Regions from separate parts of the Sus scrofa genome. Here region 1 is linked to region 2. A link is a contact called in public Hi-C data. All regions are on one chromosome and are shown on one strand. The core of a region is the stretch at or near the end of the contact, and the rest is flanking DNA. Distances in the headings are between cores, read along the strand shown.

The links. Hi-C and Micro-C count contacts between places; a contact is called where the count stands out from the background.
Region 1: a Hi-C map of alveolar macrophages shows a contact between it and region 2, with 3 times the contacts expected there. The contact joins the enhancer-like site here to the promoter of HINT3 in region 2. A contact is called at or near these places in 1 of 5 promoter capture datasets (liver), 15 of 47 Hi-C or Micro-C datasets (alveolar macrophages, brain, embryonic fibroblasts and 8 more) and 2 of 2 datasets of contacts at active chromatin or transcription factors (alveolar macrophages and skeletal muscle).

What each region holds. Positions count from the first base shown.
Region 1 is chr1:37,110,426-37,115,133 of Sscrofa11.1, forward strand. The region is part of intron 3 of NCOA7 (nuclear receptor coactivator 7); the gene reads right to left. Among named protein-coding and RNA genes, the nearest start is that of NCOA7, 82 kb to the right of the region's middle. Within about 2 kb of position 2,631, at least 4 of the 83 cell types and tissues checked have an H3K27ac peak or open chromatin away from gene starts, as enhancers often do. A contact at or near this core is called in alveolar macrophages, where this site is marked.
Region 2 is chr1:37,020,400-37,025,790 of Sscrofa11.1, forward strand. HINT3 (histidine triad nucleotide-binding protein 3) reads right to left here and starts at 3,804. Exons shown (of 5, transcript XM_001928728.4): 1 at 3,322-3,804. The coding sequence starts at 3,522.

The sequences.
Region 1 (4,708 bases), core at 1,381-3,880, 89 kb after region 2:
TATTATGTCACACACACACACACACACACACACACACAGGCACACATTCTTTTTCTCATATTATCTTCCATCGTGTTCTATCCCAAGAGATTGGATATAGTTCCCTGCATACATTAGGATCTCATTGCATATCCATTCTAAATATAATAGTTTGCATCTACTAACCCCAAACTCCCAGTCCATCCCACTCCCTTCCCCTCCCCCCTTGACAACCAAAGGAAGAAAGGAAGAAACATACTCACAGACATTATATTTTTACAAAGAACAAAATTTTAAAAAATCCAACTGTTAGAAAACTAAGAATAAGAATGACTGTCCTTACATGATGAAAAATGTTTAGTTACTCTTTGATATTCATTAGAAATATGCTTCTGAACAAGCAGTGGGTTCCTAAAGAGTGTATATCAAAAGAAATTTCCTCATAAGAGCAAAAACTGAATGAGTTCATGATATCACTTCCAGGACTGCAGGGGCTCGTTCATCATCTAAACGCAGCCTAAACTAAAGCACTAGTGAGGCCCCCACCCCTGCCTTAGAGAAGAAGGATTGCAGGGTGTGCAGTGGAAGAGAGACCCACAAGCACTGGCTCCACCCATTCTTTTTATTCCTGTTGTTCTGTGAAGACAAGTGCCTGAGAGCACTTCCAGCGAAGCTTTTAAGGCTTCTGGGCATAATATCTCCCATTCCACTAAACTACAACAAAGAGGCTAACCTAATGTGATGCAAGGCTAAACCACAAGTATTTAAGGTCATAAAAATAAACTCTGTAGTGGAGATGAAAGCAGAAACACTTCAAACATAAGGAGACAGCTTGGAAACCCGGAGGAGGAAGAGGGGACCCCTGCCATTTTCAGGAGGCCACCTTTTCTTTCTGTAAGGCAACACGTGTGCAGAAAGGACACCAGGCACCCACTTGTTCCCTGATGGCCTCTAGAAATTATAAGCACTATAAGCACGCTTCTAAATGCTCCAAAAGTATACCTGAGTAAATGGAGATGAATTCTTGTAACAGAAATATAAAAAGTAAAACACTAACCAAAATAAATGCAGGAATTCCTACCACCAAGTTTATACTCAACTTTGTTCTGGAATCTCTAGTCAAAAAAGCAACACATAAAAGAGTTTTGACTACTGGAAAGAAAGAAATGAAAATCTAATTATTAGCAGATGAATTATCTACCTAAAGAGCAAACATCATAAAAACCTTCAGAAATCATAAAGCGGTTCAGTAAGGTGGCCAGATTTGTCTTTTATGCATATGATAGAAATGTATTTGGAAAAGTCCCAGGCACAATGGTATCAAACTAGAAAATACCTAGGAGTGAATACAGCGATAATGGCAAGAGATACATAAAGGAATTTGTAAAGGTTCTCTGAAGTCTATAGATGGAAGCTTGACTAAATGGTGGTATATACACAATATTCCTAAATAGGAAATCTCATTCCTGTGAATATTTCACTTTCTCTTCAAATTAATTTTTAAATTAAATGCAATCTAGGTCACAAGATAAAAAACATTTTGGAGAGGGGAAACATGTCAAGTTGAAAACCAGGTTTACCCAGAAGCATTAAATACATAAGACTCTCCAAAATTATTTTTGGAAGAGAAATGAGGGATGAGGATAGGTATACTGTATTGATGCTAAAACACATGATTATAAAGCCACAGCAATTAAAATATTATGGTGAAATACTAAAAATAGAGTTGTATTGAAAGAATTTCGTGTAAAATAAAAGTGCCTCTATAAAGCAGAAAGAAAAGGCTGAGTTTTCACATAAATGTCTTAACTCCACGTTACAGAGGAGGCTCTGGCATCAGGCAGAGTCTCCCTCTGTCCCTGGCTCACAGTGTGACCTTGGACAAGCGACTGTACTTAATCAGAGACAGTTTCCCAGGGCGTAAAACGGGAATGCTAACTGGACTCCCACAGAGGGTCAGTGTAAGGGTGAGATTATGTAAAGCTCTCTGCCGTGTGTGAAGAAAGGGCTCAGGCAACCTTAAGGATTATTACGAAGTGATGTTGGTGAACTAGCTTACATCTGGAGAAAAACCCAGATCACTCTCAAATCAATGCAGATGGATCAAAGATTTAATAGTAATAAGTAAAGTCATAAATGTCTTTGAAGAAACCTGTTGTGGCTCAGTGGGTTAAGTATCCAACTAGTATCCACTAGGATGCAGGTTCTCTTCCTGGCCTCCTTCAGTGGGTTAAGGATCCGGCATTGCTGTGAGCCGAGGTGTAGGCTGCAGACACAGCTCGGATCTGGCATTGCTGTGGCTCTGGCGTAGGCCAGCAGCTGCAGCTCTGATTCAACCCCTAGCCTGGGAACTTCCATATGCTGTGGGTTCAGGCCTAAAAAGACAAAAAAGAAAAGAAAGAAAGAAAGAAAAAAAGGTAGGAACTAAAGAAGTAACATCTACCTTACTGGTGATTATACCCATGCAATGCAACTAAAATATTAAATATTATTATTTAGTATTCTAAGCATAACTTCTAAAATACCTGAATCACTGTTAACAATAAAATTTTAAATAGCTACGTCATGAAGAGCCTTCCTCTCCTGAGCGTAGAGGGGGCAGGACTGTGAGGAAAAACCCTCTACTCTGGGGAACTCTATATTTCATCCTCTGTTGACACAAAGGGAAACCAGGGATTATTTTCCTTCCTTTAAGCACTACACAGGCACGACAGTCTTTGACCAAAATTAGTCACACAGAAGCAAAACCTCAACTGGGAGAAGGGCAGAGGAGTTGCCCACCACAGAACGTTCTTACCTCAGAGCTCAGTACCTGCCTCGGCTCTGAGCAAGCCCTCAATTTTTTGTGGAATGAATAAACTAGTCTCACTCTGACTCCGAAGAACCAGGTTATTTTGGTTGTTCCATCGACATTTGATGTCACTGTAAGAACAGTGAGTGTTCTGAATGTAACTACATATGTGACAAGGTCAAGAGGTTAAGCCCAGAGAGAACTTTCAACCTTATCATCAGTTACTACAGCTCCGGGGAAAAGGAAATTCCGTGTATAGCTAACTTTTTCTTCCTTACTAAGATCCAACCATGTTCTTGGGGCAGTGGAAAAAACATTACAATCTTATTTACTAACTTTTTGCCTTAATTTTCTCTCAGAGTTGATTCAGGGGAAACAGACTGATGTGGGAGGCTTCACTTGGGCTTTGGTACCACACAGCTGGGCTTGAACCCTACTTCATGCTGGCCCTCGGTGGGACCTCTTGCAGGCTTTTCAGCTTCTAGGTGTTCTCACTTGTAAAGGAGGCTACTGCTGCCTGCAGTAGATCATGATGAGAAGGAAATTAATGAAATAAAGCATCTAGTCCACAGGAGATATTCACCCAGAACAGAACCTTTCTGCTTTTCCTCAAGCCTGGATACTGCTTCTCCTCTCCTTCCCAAGCTCTTTCCCACCTTCTGAAAACTCTTTCAAAATGGCTTTTGTTTTTCTTTTTTATAAATGGATCTAGGGCTTAATTGAGTAAATTTAAACTTTAGGAGAAAGTTGAGGAACTATGAAAAATAATTCTATATGAATCAAAACTATATATGGTCAGAGTTCCCATTGTGGCACAGTGGAAATGAATCCAACTAGTAACTGTGAGGTTGCGGGTTTGATCCCTGACCTTGCTCAGTGGGTAAAGGATCCAGTGTTGCTGTAAGCTGTGGTATAGGCCAACAGCTGTAGCTCGAGTTCAGTCCCCAGTATGGGAATCTCCAAATGCTATAGGTGTGGCCCTAAAAAGGGGAAAAAAAAAAAAACCAAAAAAAACCAAACAAACAAACCCTATATATAATCATCTTAAAATACAGTTGAACAGGAGTTCTCGCCATGGCTCAGCAGTAACAAACCTGACTAGGAAGGACTCCTGAGAACATGGGTTCGACCCCGGCCTTGCTCAGTGGGTTAAGGATGCTGTTGCCATGAACTGTGGTGTAGGTTGTAGACATGGCTGGGATCCCGCATTGCTGTGGCTGAGGCTGTGGCTGGCAGCTGCAACTCCGATTCAGCCCCTAGTCTGGGAACGTCCATATGCTGTGAGTGCCACCCTAAAAAGACCGAAAAACAAACAAACAAACAAACAAACAAAAAAACCAGTTGAACAAAAGAAGAAAATATCAATCACCCATTTTATCCACATTGAGAGAGAACCAATGTTGCATTCTGGTAAATACACCTCCAGTAGCTCACTTCTTTTAAACAAAAACAGAGTCATGATCTGTACACTACTGCCAAACTGCTTTTCTACAAAATTTCCCACGTGATTGACTGTGTTCCTCCGTCATTAAAAAGAGGCACAGAGTATTCCATTTTAAGTTATTTATGTTATTTTTACTTTCCCAGTATTTTAAACAATGAAGTGATAGTCACTGCAGTCAAATCTATTATGCTCATGATCATTTCCTTAGGGTAAGTTTCTGCAAACAGAATTGTTGGGTCAAAGGGCATGCAAAAGTAAAGCTCTGGATAAAAATGGCCAAAATGCCTTCTAAAAAAAAAAAATTCAACCACATTACTCTCCCACTAGCAATATATTAAGAGTGTTTTTCCCTTGCACACTCCCCAGTTCACTTCTAATTTGATTTTTCTTTTTTTCTTTCTTTTTTTTTTTTTTTTGGTAGGCTAAGTATTTATTTATTTATTTTATATAATGATTTTTGTTTTTTTCATTATAGCTGGTTTACAGTGTTCTGT
Region 2 (5,391 bases), core at 2,554-5,053:
TCTTATCTTGGCCCCACCACACTTCAGTAACAACTACACGGCTGGACTCCAACCCTGATACACCTGCTGACCTTATCTAAAACTAGACTTCAGCTGCTGCCGGAGGGGAGGAAAAAAAATCACACGGCCGAGCATTCTCAACCTCAGCTGATCCTCATCACTGCACCAGAATCCTTATTTCCCTGATGCTCTCTCCTTTGCCTCCAGAGGTGCTACTTCAAACTTTTTCACTTTAAAATTAACCATACACTTGGCTTCTTCGCCTCCTTCAGGGCTTCATTCAAGTGCCATCTTCTTAGTGCAGCTTTTCGAGATTAAAAATTTTAAATTGCATCCCTTTTCTCTTTCTCTCTCTCTTTTTTTTTTTTTTTGTTTATTTTTGGTCTTTTGTCTTTTTTTAGGCCTGCACCCACCGCATATGGAGGTCCCCAGGCTAGGGGTTGAATCGGAGCTATAGCTGCCAAGCCTACGCCAGAGCCACAGCAACACGGGATCGGAGCCACGTCTGCAACCTACACAGCTCACAACAATGCGGGATCCTTAACTCCCTGAGTGGGGCCAGGGGTTGAAACTGCATCTTCATGGATACTAGTCTGGTTTGTTAACCACTGAGCCATGATGGGAATTCCTCCCATTTTTATTGTTCACCATCTAATAAACTACGAATTTCACTTATTATGTGTTTCATTTGTTATCTATTTCCTGTAAGTAGAATGTAAGCTCCATGAGGACAGGGATTTCTGCACATTTTATTTACTGCTGTGTCCCAGTGTCTCCAACAGTGCCTGGTACACAAAAGGCACCTATTCAAATATTGAATAATGGATGAGTGGCTGGGTTTCCTCTTTCCCAGGGACAAAGCTCTACCACCCTGAACCATTTTAAACCTCTCTCCATTGGCACCTTCCCATCAGCATTTAAACACACCAGTTTTCACTGTTTTTAAACGCTTTCTCTTAACCCACTTCGTCCTATAGTTAACACTCCACTTCCCTTCTCCCCAAGAGTGCTAAACTTCCTTCAAAAGTTGTCTATATTTGCTGCCTTCAATTTTTCATCCTCCAAGTTCTTATCAACTACAATCTGCTTTCTGCTCATGATTGCACCACAACTGCTTTCCTAAAGGTCAGTGACCATCATTCTGGGGACAAAACCAGTTCTAATCTAGCTTGGCCTCTCTGTAAGCAGAGTGGAGAGCTACCTAACCCTGATTGGAGGATTTGGGAAGGCTCAAACAGTTACCAATTCCTATCTTCTTGACATAGTTTCCCCTCTATTTCTTCGTCCCCTTTTCAGATCCTCTGCCTCTCTCTTATGTTGCTAGTGTTCTTTAGAGTTCAGTGTAGGGGTCCTTTCACATCTTACTCCACATATACTCCTAGGTGGTCTCATTAATTCTCCTCTTTTCAATTTCAATCTATAAACTGGCAGTTCCTATAGTCTAGGCTGGAAATGCAGATCTTGCCAGTGTCAGACTCCTAAATATCCTTAAATTGATGCCCTTTTCTTCATCCCACTACATTCTATTATTATTCTTTATTTCAGGCCGTCATCAAGGTGGATTACTTGAAAAGCCTCATAACCAAACTCCATGCCTTCAGATTGGTCCTCTCCAAATCATTCTCCACAATAGTGCCAGATGATCTTTCAAAGAGCAATCCCTTTCTTGTAACTCCTCATCCTCTTCCTTCCCACCCAGCATGAATGGTAGCATTAAACATTCTACTGTAGAGCTTCTCTTCACTCTTCAAATAAAGCCAAAACTCCTTAACATGAATTACAATATCCTTAATAATATGGCCCCTTGCCTACCTCTCCAGCCTCGTCTTTCATGACTCATCCCCGCAAACTTTATGCTCCAGTTAGACTGAATTTCTTTCTGTTCTCCTATAGCAGAAACCAAACCACTTGAGGTCCTCTTAGAGGGAACTTCTCTCCTCCTCCTCACCTGGCCAATACCTATTTATTTTTTCATGCCTCACTTCCTCTGGAAAACCTTCCCCAACCCTTCAAATCTGGGTCAGGTACCCCTCCACAGGGGAGCCTTGCAAAATAGTACAGGTGGTAAAACTATTTCACCACAGCACAGGGCACTGGAATCAGCTGCCTCCTCTGTCTGTATTCATTCCACCCTTTAGATTATAAAATCTAGACAGGGACTATCCTTTACCTTGCTCACCACTGAATCTCCAACAGTGCTTGGAAGGAATTCAATTTACTTTTAACAAGTGAATGGGAGTTCTCTGGTGGACTAGCAGTTAAGGACTCAGTGTTGTCACCGCAACCTTGGGTTTATCCTGACCTGGGAACTTCCGAGTGCTATGCCATGGCCAAAAAAAAAAAAAAAAAAAAAGGATAAAATAAAACAAAAACAAGTGAATGAATGTTTACTTCAAAAACAAAACAAGACCAGACTCTGGAGCTGATTCTCTCAAAAGACTGTTTCTTCAAAGGTAAGCAGAGTTGGTAGAAGAAAGTGACTAACAGATATGTGTTTTAAAATATTTGGGGAGTTCCCATCGTGGCACAGTGGTTAACGAATCTGACTAGGAACCATGAGGTTGCGGGTTCCATCCCTAGCCTTGCTCAGTGGGTTAAGGATCCGGCGTTACCATGAGCTGTGGTGTAGGTCGCAGACACGGCTCTGATCCCGTGTTGCTGTGGCTCTGGCATAGGCTTGGCAGCTACAGCTCTGATTAGACCCCTAGCCTGGGAACCTCCATATGCAGCGGGAGCGGCCCTAGAAAAGTCGAAAAGACTAAATAAATAAATACATACATACATACATAAAATACCTGGGTAAAGTCTTAATGCTCTGAAAATGTCCATACATTCCAATTAATAACACTTCTAAAGCACTGGACCCTTTAGTGGAAATCATTACTAAGTAGCAGTTCGTACTAATAGTGGACCCGCTCCTGCCAGCCTATTTTCAATCAATCTAACAGACTTTTCACGATTACCATTATCTATTTTCTACTAGTTTTATCTTCAGTATCAGTATTAAGAGTGCATAACGTAAAAGCAATATCTAAAAAGGAGAGACTGGGAGGGAGAGAACCCTTTAATAAAATGAGGCCATACGTGCTATTTTCTACCAATTATCACTACATGTTCTCCCCTAAGAACAGCAAAGAGGCCGCAGGTGACCCTCCCCGCCCCTAGAGAAGCAACTCCGTCGCGAACACTAGAACACCCGGGCGCCCCCCGCTTCATTTACATAGGACCCTCCCACCCGATCCCCCCCATCGAGGCCCTCCTGGCGGAGTCCCCAGGAGCGATCAGGCCCCCACCCACGCCCAGTCGCGCGTTGCCGCCCACCTCACAGTACAGGAGTTCCGTGCCGGGTTCCTGCTGCCCCGCGATCCGGCAGAACACGCACTTTCTACTGTAGCCCTCGCGCTCCGATGACTCTGCGGCGACCGTGGTGGTCCCCGCTGGAGACCCCGAGGTGTCTGCAGTCGCTGCTGCTTCAAGGCGTGCACATGACTTCGCAAAATCGCCTTCCCACTCCTCCGCCATCTCTGCCCCCGCGCGGCTCAAAGCCTCAGGCTTCTCCCGGACAGCGGGGCCCACGTAGAGTTCCCCTCCTGCACCTCCTCGATTTCACCTCGAGGCGTCGCCTCTAGCCTGGCGCTTGGCGAGTCAGCGCGTTGGGCGCCCGCGCAGTTGGAGGCTGACGCCAGAGCTAGAGCGACTCTCGGCGGAGCTGCAAAGCCATAGGCTGTGGCCCACACGCCAGCAACCACGAGGGGGCGTGAGAGGGCGCGACCGGCAGGAGCCGGAGGCCTTGGCGGCAGTCGCCCCGCCCCTTGCGTCTCCCTGGTAACAGCGCACGACGTCCCCCAAAACGCAGACTCGCGCCGCACGTCACAGTGACCGCACCGGCGCGCGGTATCCTGGGTCCAGAAGGAACTTGGCAGTTTTCAGCGTCGTTTCGCAGAACCCTGTAACGTATAAGGTGTCCCGGAGTGAATTATGATGTCGTAAGAAAAAGTTTTTTAAAACTTAGGATTTAAGAGAATGAACAAAATTTCCAGAACTTTGTTTCAACTCAGATCATATTTGAAGCTTTGTTTATGCATTTTCAGCCAGGATAATTTTGGGTGCTAAGCTCAAAATATGAAACTGAACGTCACCTCTGTCTTTGCCTTTTTTTTTTTTTTTTTAAGGGCCGTAGCTACGACTTATGGAATTTCCCAGGTTAGGGCATTGGTCTTCTGTTGTTGTAAACAGCACCAACTAGATCAAAATAGTGGGCTTTAATCTCATTCTTCATACCCAGGAAATTCGGAATCCTATAGTTTATAGTCCGAAATATTCCAGAAATTCACTGCGAGTGCTTTTTTTTTGCCTCACTTGGACAACTGCAATATCTTTCAGACTCTTTTCCCTCCTTGATTTTTCTGCCACTTGGACAAAAATCCTGTGTTTCCAACCTGGGTTCCTGGACTCCTCACTCAGTAGAAATTGCTAAGAGGCCAGATAAGAAATTCGGGCATGACTTTACTGGGGCTGTGCTATAGTGCACCAGAGAGGGAAAACAAGAAACAGGTTTCCTTGCATGCTCCCTGGGGTGCACAGGGCAAGCTGGTTCCTTAAATGTGATGAGGATAGGGGTGAATACATGAGTCTGGCCAGAAGGATGGCTCACGTGGTCTTCCCATCCCTTTAGTGGTGCTTTGTGTAGCCGTCTTGCACAATAACCTGCTTTTGCTCCCTTTACCTCAGAGGTGGCAGTTGGGTTTTTGGTCTTTTTGTTTATTGTTTTTTTTACAATTTGCCCCAGCGGTAGAGGCACAGTTGTTTTTAGTCCCTTATAGTTTCTTTGTAGTTTGTTGCTCAGGAAATGTTTGGGGAGAAGTTTTGTCCAGGTATAAGCACTGCAACAAAGGGTCCCAGGTCCAATCCCTCTCACCTGCAGTAACTATCTAGCCTGAAAAAGTACCAGCTCCTTAGCTTGACATTCAAGGTGGACTCTGATTTAACCTCAGCTTTTCATTTTGTAATACTTAGCATTTTCTGAATGCCTAAAACATGCCATGATTTTCTCTATCAGAACAAGTAAGGTTGGTTTTATAATTCCTGCTACAGAGATGAAGAAACAAACTTGAAAGATTTGTCTAATACCATACAATAATTATTGGTAGCGATGGAATTCAGATAAGGGTTTGTGTAACTACAGAATTCATCAGCCTTTTGAACACGGGATTCCTTTTATTAACACTGCAAACTTTCTTAGACTAGCTCATCATAGTAGTTCTACACTTGGTATTTATTGATTTAGAAAGTATATAACAGTGTTCTATTATGAATTCAGTAGCGTTTTTGAAGGAATTTATGTTATATTAATCAAAAGCACTAATGTGTTTTTAAATTAGTTGTAATATG